4 separate regions of the Danio rerio genome follow, and all the other regions are linked to region 2. The links are chromatin contacts, called in public Micro-C maps. All regions are on one chromosome and are shown on one strand. Each heading gives the region's core, a stretch centred on a gene start, on an enhancer-like site or on the middle of the called end of the contact. The rest is flanking DNA. Distances are from core to core; before and after follow the strand shown.

Evidence for each region. A called contact is a pair of places that touch in the nucleus more often than the background predicts.
Region 1: a Micro-C map of caudal fin shows a contact between it and region 2, with 15 times the contacts expected there. The contact joins the promoter of arnt here to the promoter of bckdhb in region 2. A contact is called at or near these places in 3 of 18 Hi-C or Micro-C datasets (caudal fin, hematopoietic stem cells and an unstated tissue) and 1 of 4 datasets of contacts at active chromatin or transcription factors (embryo).
Region 3: a contact with region 2 is called in a Micro-C map of caudal fin, with 2.6 times the contacts expected there. The contact joins the promoter of ibtk here to the promoter of bckdhb in region 2. A contact is called at or near these places in 1 of 18 Hi-C or Micro-C datasets (caudal fin) and 1 of 4 datasets of contacts at active chromatin or transcription factors (embryo).
Region 4: a Micro-C map of caudal fin shows a contact between it and region 2, with 10 times the contacts expected there. The contact joins the promoter of ube3d here to the promoter of bckdhb in region 2. A contact is called at or near these places in 3 of 18 Hi-C or Micro-C datasets (caudal fin, hematopoietic stem cells and an unstated tissue) and 1 of 4 datasets of contacts at active chromatin or transcription factors (caudal fin).

What each region holds. Positions count from the first base shown.
Region 1 is chr16:4,819,738-4,823,103 of GRCz12tu, forward strand. arnt (aryl hydrocarbon receptor nuclear translocator) reads right to left here and starts at 1,504. Exons shown (of 20, transcript NM_001430813.1): 1 at 1,248-1,504. The coding sequence starts at 1,266.
Region 2 is chr16:5,320,570-5,323,912 of GRCz12tu, forward strand. It overlaps bckdhb (branched chain keto acid dehydrogenase E1 subunit beta), which reads right to left and starts at 1,497. Exons shown (of 11, transcript NM_001080653.1): 1 at 1,290-1,497. The coding sequence starts at 1,482.
Region 3 is chr16:5,046,113-5,049,649 of GRCz12tu, forward strand. ibtk (inhibitor of Bruton agammaglobulinemia tyrosine kinase) reads left to right here and starts at 1,738. Exons shown (of 29, transcript XM_005157859.6): 1 at 1,738-1,893.
Region 4 is chr16:4,972,362-4,975,774 of GRCz12tu, forward strand. ube3d (ubiquitin protein ligase E3D) reads left to right here and starts at 2,075. Exons shown (of 10, transcript NM_001326410.1): 1 at 2,075-2,304. The coding sequence starts at 2,228. It overlaps rpa2 (replication protein A2), which reads right to left and starts at 1,771. Exons shown (of 9, transcript NM_131711.2): 1 at 1,625-1,771; 2 at 1,310-1,401. The coding sequence starts at 1,637.

The sequences.
Region 1 (3,366 bases), core at 254-2,753, 500 kb before region 2:
CTTTAAAAAGAGACTATTATGAGAACAAAACCAGCTTAATGCCTTACGTTATATCTTTAAAAATTGTACTAAGTAATTTCAATAGTTAATAAGAAATTTAATGCTTTAATACTAAAACACTTATAAATCTCACTGCTTAGACAACAGAAACTACACATTTATTCTTTAAATCGAAACCAAACAAGGAGGTTTAGCTTTACTTAAAAATCAAACACTGAAGAAAAGTTGATATGTATTATCAAATCATAAATTAAATAATGCAAGACTAGCAGCAAGCCATCATAAGCACGTGATCCTCCAGAAATTAGTTAATAAATAAACCTCACTTATTTAAAGCATAACAAGCTACTGTAAATAATATATGCCCTAAAATTAGCATTACTTTTCTAGCTTAATAAGTGATTCAATTACAGTAAGCGGTTATTTTGTAACTAATTACACCTGACACTACCTGTACATTAATAAATGAATATTCTAGAACAAATCTAGGTAGCAGGGTTGTAAAAAAATAAAAACAACCGCTCACATAATAATATCCAAGTTAGCTTGACATTCAACATTTTCCAAAGGTGAATGAGCTCTGACCAGCTGCTGAGGTTTACTGAATAGTTTCAGCTCAGTTTGAGTTAATAATGATCAAGCTTATTCACATATCAGAGTAAATATTATCATTAATTCTGCTGTGTGTCACAGAAAAACATGGCAAAGTAAGTCCAAACATAACCCTTGATGACAGCTTGTTTTGAACATGTAGCATTAGCATATGGGAAGCCTCTGTCGTTGTTTAAAACAAAGTTTAAACAAGTTTATTGCGCATATAAACCTGCTTATTTATATCAAAAACAAACACAATACACAGCACCAAAAAATAAAACATGTTTACTCCTGACATACATGAGAAAGACGCAGAAAATAGAGCAACGAGTGTGTACTGTATACTGAAGTACAGTTCTTGATAAGCACAGCTAACGTTAAATGGTTAAATCTGATAGATCTGACTGTTGTTTTGAGTCTTTGTGTGTGACAGTGTGTGTAAATGACAGCTAAACATCAGACTGTCATCGCTCCTTACTGACCGAAGAAACAAAACACAAACCCTGACGTCTGCTAGCAAAGCGCTAATGTTCGGTGTTTTTATTATCAGCTCCATCAGAACAGCTGCTCGAGCTAGCCTACACCGAAAAACTCGACCAAAAAACACCACGACCCAGACATTCAACTGCATAATATGTAATATCATACGTTACCCGGATTAGCTGATGTCATGTCCGACAGGCAAAGGTGTTTAGATTAACAAACATATACGAAACTAGTTTCCCAGCAGCTGAGGGAAAACCTCCGCTCCCGCTCTGATGTTAGCTTCTCTTCACTCCGATAGTCTCTTTGAAAGTGCTTTTAAACCGATGTCATGACCTTAAACATGCTGTCATTTTCTCGTTCAGCTTGTGCGGTATCCTCGAGACGTTTGATAGTTGTTTCTTTCTTGGTGCTCTTTTGACTTTTTTCCAGATTAAAAACCTGCCCTGATCCAAGATGGCGCGTGTAATCTTCCAGTAAGCAGTAAATGTACGTCAGAGGAGGAAACTAGAGGCTCTACAGGAGCCAGCAGCGCCACTCAGAGCGCGCGAAGGGTGTCGCAAAAACAAAACACTTTTAATATAATATACTTTTTTTTTTTCATAAGTGTATTTTTCTGGAAAAGATTTTTCCTAATTGACTATAATGACTATATTTTATCAATCTATATTTTATATTTTGGTCTGGTCAATATGGCTTAATCCACACAATCTATTTGGGGTTGAACAACATGAAGGAATTAAGTTAATTTATTAGATTTTACGATTTTAAGTGGGTTGAACCTAAAACATTTAACTCCCCCCCCCAAAAAAAAATCAAGAATTGTGTTGTTTTGGCTTATTTTGAATAAGTAGTTAAATATGTAGCAGGTAACATGATTTTGTGTGTACGGTATATGTGACCTTATATAATTTTCTCTTATTATTATAATTTTTTTATTTAGTTTAATTTTTTCTGTGTTTTTTTCTAATGTTTAAAATTTCAGTTGTTGCGGTCTTATAGTTTGTGGGCAAAAAAAAACACTTCCTCAATTTTATTACAATTAAATTAATGCTGTTTTGTTTTTATTTTTATTTGTGTTACTGATACTTTTATTATTATCATTATTATTTATTTATAATTTATTATTAATTTGTATTTGTTTTGTGAACATTGCTAGTAAACTACTTAAAACTGAATTTAATAGGTGTAAAACACATTAAAATATCTTTAATAGGACATATGTAAGCAACCATATGCAAATATTACATTTATTTTAAAACTGATTGATCACTTCCTCAATTTTATTTTTATTTTTACAATTAAAATTATTTTTGTTTTTATTTGTGTTACTGGTAGCCTACTTATATTATTATTTATTTATTTATTTGAAAACATTGCTTCTAAACTTCCATACTTAAAACTGAATTTAAGCAGAATAGTGGAAGTAATAAACGTAAATACACAAAAATATGCTTAATAAGTAAATATTTAAGCAACCATATGCGTATATATCAAATTTATTTTTTATATAATTCATTATAATTCATTTTCAAAAGGTTCCTACAATGTACACGATCCCAACAAAATAACAACAAAACTAAATTAACATTACACCCTTCAGCAACAAACAACAAAACACAAACATAAATTGAACGGGAGAAAGAAAGGAAAGAATAAAATTATATATATATATATATATATATATATATATATAAATAACTGATCGCTCAGAGAATGGGTGGGTTACATGTGGGGGCTCGTCCGGGATGGAAGTGAGGTTTAGGAGGGTGAGTGTAACAGAGGCCAGCTCGCGAAGTGCTATGCAGGTAAACCTCCTCTGACCTCTAAAGGTGCTCCAGCGACAGATGCTAGAGGCCATGGTCTTTAGCCCACTTGTTAGAGCAACCGACTCCCATACAAAGAATCACTGGGTCAATCCCAGCTCAGACCGGGCTGGGTTCAGTAGGAACGGTGGGTTACATATAAAATAAATAAAATAATAATAAATAATAAAATATTGAGGCGGCGCTGTGGCAAAGTGAGTAGTGCTGTGACTTCTGATGAATAAAGGGACTAAGCCGATAAGAAAATGAATTAATAATAAGTAATAATAATAATAAAAAGTAATAATAAATCAAATAAACTATATATATATATATATATATATATATATATATATATATATATATATATATATATATATATATATATATATATATATATATATATACATACACACACACACACACGCCTGGCCAATTTTATATAAAATTTTGATTTTCTTATAAACTAATTGTAAACTCGCTG
Region 2 (3,343 bases), core at 247-2,746:
AACCTTTGAGATCAGTGGTTACAGATTTTCAGCATTTCTCAAAATATCTTCTTTTGTGTTTAACAGAAGAAAGAAACTCAAACAGGTTTAAGACTAGTGAATATTGAGGTAAAGTTGGTTTTACATTCACACATTTCTTTCAGTGACACACTCTCTCTGTATGGTTTACCATGGTACTTTTGGTACTACCATGGTCATTGGCGGCTAATATGATTTCCGTATTAAGAATTTGCATATAATACTTTTCTGAAATTACATTATCAAGTCCTAATGGGTGAATATAAAACAACTTTACCCCAGTGTAGAAAATACAAAACCCTTTGAGGTGAATGGTTACAGGTTTTCAGCATTTCTCAAATAAATTTTGTTTGTGCTCAACAGAAGAAAAAACTCAAACAGGATAGCGACAAGCGAAGACTAAATTATGACAACTATGTCTTTAAGTTTAAAATTAATGCAAAAAAAAAAAACACCTCAGTGTTAACTATTAACTCAAGCCAGTCTGAAATATCATCAATAATTCAGCAATAATAAGAGACTTAGATGTTTTAAACAGACAATGTTCTAGAGAGAAAAACAGTCATTAGTGAACTTTCTGTTTACTTGTTTTAGAGTTTTTTTTCTGTTGAACAAAAAAGTTACTCTTAAAAAATATAAATACCCTGAAGGTCAGTGGTTACAGGTTTTCAGCATTTCTCAAAACATCTTCTTTTGTGTTTAACAGAAGAAAGAAACTCAAACAGGTTTGCAACAAGTAAATATTGAGGTAAAGTTGGTTTTACATTCACACATTCATTCAGTGACACACTCTCCTTATTGTTTACCATGGTACTTTTAATACTACCATGATCAATGGCTACTAATATAACTTCCCAATTCAGAATTAGCAAATAATACTTAACGTTATATGAAATTATAATGATCAAGGAGAAAGTCCTAATGGATGAAAACCAACTTTCCCCCAATGTAGAAAATACAAAAACCTTGGAGGTAAATGGTTACAGATTTTCACCATTTCGCTAAATATCTTCCTTTGTGCTCAACAGAAGTAAAACTCAAACAGGTTTGCGACAAGAGAAAATTATGACAGAATTTTACAACTGTGGATGAACTATCTCTTTAAGTTTAACATTAACGTTACTGTAAAAAAACAACACTTTAGGGTTAACTATTAACTCTAGCAGGTCTGAAATATCAATCATAATTCAGTCATAATGAGAGATGAATGTCATTAACTGATGTCATTAGCACACTGAGACTCACTGTAAAGTGTAAACAAGGGCATTTACCGTACTGAGTGGGCACCGGGTCGGGCTGGTATGTGAAGTGCGCTGCATGTCTCCTCTGCGCCCGCGGCTGGGCTGTGCAGTCCGGCGACCGTTTGAGCAGTGTTAAGCTCAAACTACCGTGCACTCCGCCAGTGAACCCCGTTAAACGAGACTTCACACACGAACTTCTTAAGAAGAGCCGCGTCGCCGCCATTGCGCTGGAAACCGTGCAGGAAAAGCGCGCTGACGTCACCATTCACATGGACAAGCGCGCATCTGATTGGCTGAAAACGTGGGAGGAGATTTGACTGACACCGTACGTCAAACGTGGTGCGTGTTTCAAAGTCAAAAATGCAGTCTGTCTAGGTAGGATTTGAGACACAGACACGATATATTAAAGGGCCAGTTCACCCAACAATTATACTTTAAGAGATAGTTTAAACGTAGGGGTGTCCAAACTCGGTCCTGCATAGTTTAGTTCTGACTTCCTTTAAGACATCTGCATGGAAGTTTTTAGTATACCTTGAAAGAGCTTGAATAGCTGGTTCAGGTGTGTCCAATTGGGGTTGGAACCAAACTTTAGAGGACATATTGGGCCCTCCAGGACTGAGTTTGAACACCCCAGGAAGACATCTTGATGCGTTTCTTTTTACTGGTGAAGATATTTAGAAGAATGCTGAAAACCTTTAAACATTGAATTCCGTATAGAAATACAGTGGGATTATTGGTTGCTGGTTTCCAGCATTTTTCGAAACATCTTCATTTGTGTTCAACAGAGGAAACACGTTAAGGTTTAAAATATGCACAGGCTGAGTAAATGATGACATAAATACAAATTTGGCTAAACTACCCCTTCAATGTTCTTGATTTATTTGTCATTTCTTAAATCCAATGCTCTAAAACACGTAATGTGAAATATTGTTTCCATAAACCAAACCGGGACCCATAAATGAGGATTCTTCTATCATTTACTCACAAGCGGATACAAAAACAAGATAATTTGAATAATGTTGTTGCCGAATTTAATGGTTGTAATGTAATGTGTATTTATATATCGTATTTATTGTGTATACACTCAAAGCGCTTCACAATCTTGGGGGGGGTCTCGCCACACCACCACCAGTGAGCAGCATCCACTTGGACGATGAGACCGCTGCCACAGGACAACAGCGCGAGAGTGCTCACCACACACCTGCCACAGGGGTAGTGGAGAGACAGTGATAGAGGCAATTTGTTGGATGGGGATGATGGGTAAGGGGTGATGGGGGGAATTTGGCCAGAACACAGAGATTACACCCCTGCTCTTTACGAGAAGTGCCATGGGATTTTTAATGACCCCAGAGAGTCAGGACCTCGGTTTAACATCTCATCCGAAAGACAGTGTCATAAGAAACCCCTGACAATTGGGTCTGCCTGGGATCCTATTGGTTTACTAGAGTTGTAAGAGGTATAGTTTGTAACTCCTGATATATATATATATATATATATATATATATATATATATATATATATATATATATATATATATATATATATATATATATATATTTATCAGGCGTTACAAACTATACCTCTTACAACTCCAGTAAACCAATAGGATATATTGGCGTATACACATATATATATATATATATATATATATATATATATATATATATATATATATATATATATATATATATATATATATATATATATAGATGCAGTGAAATCTCGTTTAAATTTATGTAATTTAAGAGTGTTATAATAAAATAAAACTACTTAACTTACTTCAACTTAAATTCTGTATTTGGTATACTGATGTACAACTAAAGGCATGTGTAAAGCTTTTATTTTAGATAGCCTACGACGTGCTACCACTTCGTATGCAAATAAATGTTACATATAAATACATAAAAACATTAAAAAGGCATCATTTAATGTTTACAAACGTTTCAATTATTTTAACTATGCATGTCTTTAACTTATATTTACCGATAATAATGTCATTATTATCATTAATGTTGTTAAATGTCAAGACTATAAGAGAATAGACTATAAAAAGCACCAAATATGATTATAATTGCACTTTGGAG
Region 3 (3,537 bases), core at 488-2,987, 270 kb before region 2:
GTGTACATAATACATCTTTAACTAATAATAAAGCTATATTTTCCAGATAGTCTACAGAACAAACCTTCATTATTTAATAACTTGCCTAACTGCCCCAACCTGCCTAGTAGGCAAATATTATTTACTGTCATAATGGCAAAGATAAAATAAATTATTAGAAATGAGTTATTAAAACTATTATGTTTAAAAATGTTTTGAAGAAATCTTCTCACAGTTAAACTGAAAACTGAATATATAGGCAGCATGGTGGCGCAGTGGGTCGCCTCACAGCAAGAAAGTCGCTGGTTCGAGCCCCGGCTGGTTCAGTTGCTGTTTCTGTGTGGAGTTTGCATGTTCTCCCCATGTTGGTATGGGTTTTCTCCAGGTGCTCTGGTTTTCCCCACAAGTCCAAAGACATGCATTATGGGTGAATTGGGTAAGCTAAAAATTGTCAGTACTGTTTGTGTGTGAATGAGAGTGTGTGGGTGTTTCCCAGTGATGGGTTGCAGCTGGGAGGACATCCGCTGTGTAAAACATATGCTGGATAAGTTGGCGGTTTATTCCGCTGTGGTGACCCCAGATTAATAAAGAGACTAAGCCGAAAAGAAAATGAATATATATATATATATATATATATATATATATATATATATATATATATATATATATATATATATATATATATATATATAAAATAATAATAACAATAAATAATAAAAGTGAAATAAAAAAATTATGATTAATTTTAACATAGTTTTGTTGAACTAATAGTTTGGATAACCGACTTATATAATCTGATTCCATAATTCGTATTATTATGATATATAATCATTGGATTCTTTTATTCTAATAATTCAAGTGTTTTTTAATTATTATTTTGCTTAATTTATTAATGCTGCTCATTTATTAAATATTTTTATTTTATGTGGTTTTAATATTTTTTCTCCAAACATTTCTACTGGCGCCTAGCAGAACTTGGCCAACTGGGGTTCCTCGGATGGACCCCAGTATGAACACCTCTGGATTAAAACAATGGAAAGATCTTTGATTTATCCTTCTTATCATAAAAATGTGTGTGTTTTTTTGTAATTCTTATGCATGCATGTAAGCTATGTCTGGATGTTTGTACTGTCATTTTTATTTTTAATTGCAATTTTAGAACACAGAACATACAACAAATATAACAACAAATATACTGACATCAAAACAAATACAATATAAAAAAAAAAAGAAAAAAATACAATTATTCAAAGACAAAATTTAAGGCTTTAAAATGATTAAGTTCTTTTTTTCTTTGGTATTTTTTGTTTCTTTTACCGTGCATAGGTAGTGACCTATTTCTGTTTTAAAGTGAGTAAAATTTGTTTTTTTCACTGCCAATTTACATTTATGAATAAAAATGTTGCATATATAATGAGCAATATTTGTACTGTCATGCTACTTATGTTAAAGGTATGTCCCCTAAGCCCCGCCCTCATGCTTCTGACGCAAGAGACGGGACTCCCTTGCCAACTCTTCATGTCATTGAAAGTAGCACAAAGCGGAGTCTGTCAAATAAACCATTTAACGTATATCACAAATAATGAGAGGTCCTCCATTAAAATAATCCGTATGTTTGTGTCGCAAGCTCAGGATATGGTTTTAAAGTATTTTCCTTGCTGTACCGTCCAACGCAAAATGACAATACAGTCTGCAGTGGAGCTGTCCAATAAAATGTCAGGATAAATGTTTTACGGGCCAATCAGAATTCGTTTTACTCTTGCATGCCTCAAATAGCTCTTACTTAACCGTCTAACTCTGCGGCAACATATTTAGCGTTATTGTAAAACACCAATATTCCGTTTAAAGATGTTTTACTGGATTTGCCGTAAAGATGGAAACACAAACAAGGCCCTTTCTTTCATCTAGCATCAGGTGAGTGAGCGATAGCAGCAGTATTTTAGCATAGTTCAGTCCAATATGGTTCATACAATGATGATGTGTCAGTAACTCATATCGCACACTTCATGACCGATTCAATCATTTATTGTGTGAAATACTCGATCAGCTCGTGTTTTAGTGGATTATGTGATTTCCCGGTGTACATCACAGTGTTTGTTTTGGTTTGTATTTATTGTTGTCCCAGGCTGACGTCGAGTGAGTCAGAAATTAGCATTTTCCAAATGTTTAACGGTTAAATCATACATATAAATAAAATATTAAAGTGTGCATTCACGATCGTATAATTAATGCTCATTAATATCCTGAACCGAATGCTGTAAAACCGAGGCTGAAGCCATATTTAGCTGATGGAGGAGGTATTTGTTAGGTGTCAAACTACATCAGCTCTCTCACACTTGACAATGATCACTGTGTTTTTAGCTGTTAGCTATGTGTGCTTTTTAATACCATGTCCATTGATAGTTTTGGTAACACTTTAGTTTAGGTCACAACTCATGCTATTAACTACTGGCTTATTACCTGCCTATTATTAAGACATAAACTGTCTTTAGTAGTTATAAGGATAAAGGTAAAGATGGTTTTATATTGGGATATTCAGATATTCTCCTAAATAATATAATTTCAGAGAAGTATTCTCTGCAAATTCTAAATAGGGAAATCATATTAGCAGCAAATGACTATGAAAGTACAACATTGTTCAGTCAATTAAATAGTGTTAATGTTGTTTGGAAGTCATACTTGCATGCTAATTCAGATCGAATATTCAAAGTACTATGGTAAACAATAGAGAAACTGCTAAAAGAACGAAAGTGCGAATAAAAAAGCAACTTTACCTCTTTCTTATTCTGCATCCTTAATCCTGTCCAAAAGCTAAACACAACTTCTACCTTACTACTATCTATTAATAAACAGGTTATTAGTGGTTTATTAAGCTAGTTGTGTTAGTTAATGGTTTCTTAATACTGGGAATCGTGACCTAAACTAAAGTGTTACCATAGTTTTTTTATGAAATGTTTATGTAACGTTATTTGCATTACACCTCACTACGAAATTGTATTATTCTTGCCATTATGTTTTTAAATTGAGGTAAAGTTGGCTTTATATTCGCACATTAGAACTTTCTCCTTGATAATGTAATTTCAGAAAAGTATTACTGGCAAATTCTAAATAGGGAAATTATATTAGCAGCAAATGACTATGAAAGTACAACATTGTTCACCGTCAATTAGTTTGGAAGTCAAACTTGCATGTTAATTCCGATCGAATATTCAAAGTACCATGGTAAAAAATAGAGAGACTGCTAAATGAACGAAAGTGCGACTATAAAACCCACTTTACCTCCATATGCATCCTTAATCCTGTCCAAAACCTAAACACAACTGCTACCGTACTATCTAATAATAAAAAGTTAATTAGTGGTTTATTAAGCTAGTTGTGTTAGTTAATGGTTTGTTAATACTGGGAATTGTGACCTAAACTAAAGTGTTACCATAGTTTTTTTTTTTATGAAACGTTTATGTAACGTTATTTGCATTACACCTCACTACGAAATTGTATTATTCTTGCCATTATGTGTTTAAAATTGAGGTTAAGTTGGCTTTATATTTGCACATTAGA
Region 4 (3,413 bases), core at 825-3,324, 350 kb before region 2:
TTAAACAGCGACTTGAAAATTATTGAAATATACTGAAAAAACCTTCTATAAAAGATATGATTTATATACCTTATTAAATATTATTCAGTATTTACACAAGCAAAAACAGACCTAAACATTGAGATGAAAGACAAAGACAATTTTGGCAATGAAAATTAAATACTTCATAAAAGAATTTCTAAATCTTTTATATTTTATTTATTTTTTAAATAACAGAAAATAGCTTAAATGTTTAGCTTAATAGCTTAAACTCAACGTTTAGGCTTGTATTGTATTAAAAAGTGCATTAAATGATAATAAAAAATAGTTTGAGCAAATCTATTGTCTGTTTTAACTTTTTTTACGATGTGTCGCTTTTATTTTAAGCAAAGAAATATAATAATAAACAAAAATAACAACTAATAAATATTTTATTTCAATTTACTTCAAGTTACATAAGATGGCCACTAAATTTAGTTTAGTCTCAAACTCTAAATTTTATACCTGTCATTTGAAATCTTAATATTTATTAACTGTTCTGCAAAACATTTCACTTTACCCATTTGTTAACAAAAAGTTAAATTATAACCAAATTTAGTTTATTAAATTACTCTTTTAACTATATAATCAGGAAGTACATAACAGGTATTTGCTTTTGTTTAATTACACAAAAACTTGTTGAGCTTAATACCAAACAATTTTTTCACACATTTTTTAACATTTCGTTGTCACAAAAATAGTCTGAAACATTGAAGTGAACATTTAACTTGTATTTTTTACTTTTTTTGTCATTTCAAAATGCAGTTTAGAAAGTGCACGATATAGGGATAAGTTAAAAGTGCTATTATAGAAAACTATGGGTAATATTTACAAATATATGTAGTTTAAACAAAATATACTCAAGTCGTATTAACTGCAATTAAATATTTAAACAGAATTAAATATGGTATTGGAGGAATTTAATATGAACCCCACACAATTGAGGTAAGGTGGGTTTAATATTCGCACATTCTCCTTAAAGATAAAACGTCACAAAGTATTTATGCAAATTTTAAATGCTAAAATCATATTATCAGCTAGTGACTATCAAAGTACAGCATTGTTTACAGTCAAATAAATGGTGTTAATGTTGTTTTGAAGTCATGTTTACAAGTGATTTCAGACCAAATATTTAAAGTACCATGGTAAACAATATGAGGAGCATGTCACAAGTTGTCACTGAACGAATGTGCGAATATAAAACCAACTTTACCTCAATATATATATATATATATATATATATATATATATATATATATATATAGGTGTTTAAAGTTATTTATATACTGACCCCCTTTTTGTCTCCTCCTTGAGAAGCGGCTGGTGACCCGAATCCTCCAGGAGACTGTGTGTACCCAGCCATACTGGCCTCTCCGTATTTACCTGCAAAAATATGAATACCATATTTCAATCAAAACGACTTATTGGTTAAAAACCCCGTCCGACTGGCAGTAACGTAAGAGTGCGTTAAAAACAGACCTTGACAACACACCGCTAACCGACATCACACTGACACTGTATAACAGAGCTTTCTGACTCTCATTAGCGGACTAGCAGAGTAAACTCAGCTCTAAAGCCAAAATAAAGTGATTTCTAAAGCACGTACCTTGGTTCCACATTTCACTCGTGAATGTTTTTCTTCTGAATGCGAAGCAGACCGACAAGACACTCGAAAATCTCCCGCCACGACTGATCGCGCACAGTTTGACGTCACGTCTCGAAGTCCGCGCGCTCACAGTACGCGTGCGCGTGTGTCATCTGCCGCGAAAGTCCCACACGTATACTGTAAAAGTCCACAGAAGCTTGTATGTTGTTAAAATTGTTTTTAAATAAAAATAAAGCATAAAAAAATAAATAAAAACAACAAAAAATCTGTAATCTTTCTTCACTGAAATTTACATTAAAACGTTTACGCTCGTTCTCATATGTTTTGGAATAGTTAAAGCATGTAAGCGGGCTAAGCCCAGTCATATATTGTTTATATATTAAAATAAAATAATTATAATAACTGTCCAAATATGTTTGAAAACAGCGTTTTTTAAAATGTTTTTAAAAGTAACGTTAACACTGAACAGATGCAAACTGAATTCTGAAGACTCTTAATATGAAATGACGGTGTCGCAGACAGTTTGTCGTCACGTTGTTTTGTGTGTCGCGTGGGATTTATGAGTAGAATCGATGAATCCATAGCTTCTGTAAAGAAATACCAATGGAAGAGACTGCGAACACAGATGTCCTCTTTATTGAGCTCAGACAGAAGCTGCAAAGCGGCCTTTTGTTCATTCGGTAAAGTTTTTCTCTTCTACTTTGGCTCTCTCATAGTCACTGACTGTCAATGCAGTGTTTCATCAGTGTATGTGAGTGAATTATGTCATGTACAGTTACACTTAGCACCCAGGGATTCAACGGGATTTCTTTTAACGTACTAGGGTAACGTTACAGCTTATTTTGAGTTTATTTACTGGAATAAAAGGTTATACAATTTCAGGAGGCAGACTTTGGGAACACTAAGTTAGAGAGTACTAAAATATAGTCGTTTAAATGTTTATAGCTAGGTTTTAAAATTATTTATATAGTATACTGAATTATATATATTATACTATTGCATACTGTTTTATTTTTTACACTAGCTCTATAAGATAAAACAGTTAGAAATGCCACAATGAAACACTAGATGGCAGTATTGACCAGATAGTTGGACAGCTTATTTAACGCCATGATATTTTCTTTATGAAAAATAACTTTATGACTAACGTTGCTGTTAACTTTAGACCTCTTAAAATCGAAGAAATTGATTTCTAACACATTTCATCCTAAGTCTCTTCATGCACTGTACAATATGCAGGGTTCCACATAATTCCATAGAGGTAAAGCTGGTTTAAATTGAGATATTCAGACATTCTCCTTAATAATATAATTTCAGAAAAGTATTCTTTGCAAATTCTAAATAGGGAAATCATATTAGCACTTTAGCAGCAAATGATTATGAAAGTACAACATTGTTCACAGTGAATTAGACAGTGTTAATATTGTTTAGAAGTCAAACTTGCATGCTAATTCCGATCGAATATTCAAAGTAACATGGTAAACAATATAGAGACTGCTAAATGAACAAATGTGCGAATATAAACTTTGGGAACCACTGAGTTAGACAATCTAATTATAACTTGAGGAGACAAATGCCTCAGCGTTTAATTTATTTTCTTTACAAAAATATATTTTTTTCTAAGTGACTGACTACAACTTCATTTTTAGTTTTTAAGCCTCACGAAATTTGAAAAAATGGTTCTCTAAAAGATTTTTTTAGTTTCTTACACATTTCATGCAACGTCTTGACTGTAAAAATGGATTTACTCAGCTGTCTAATGTAAAGTATTGTTTTTTTAGAGTGCTCT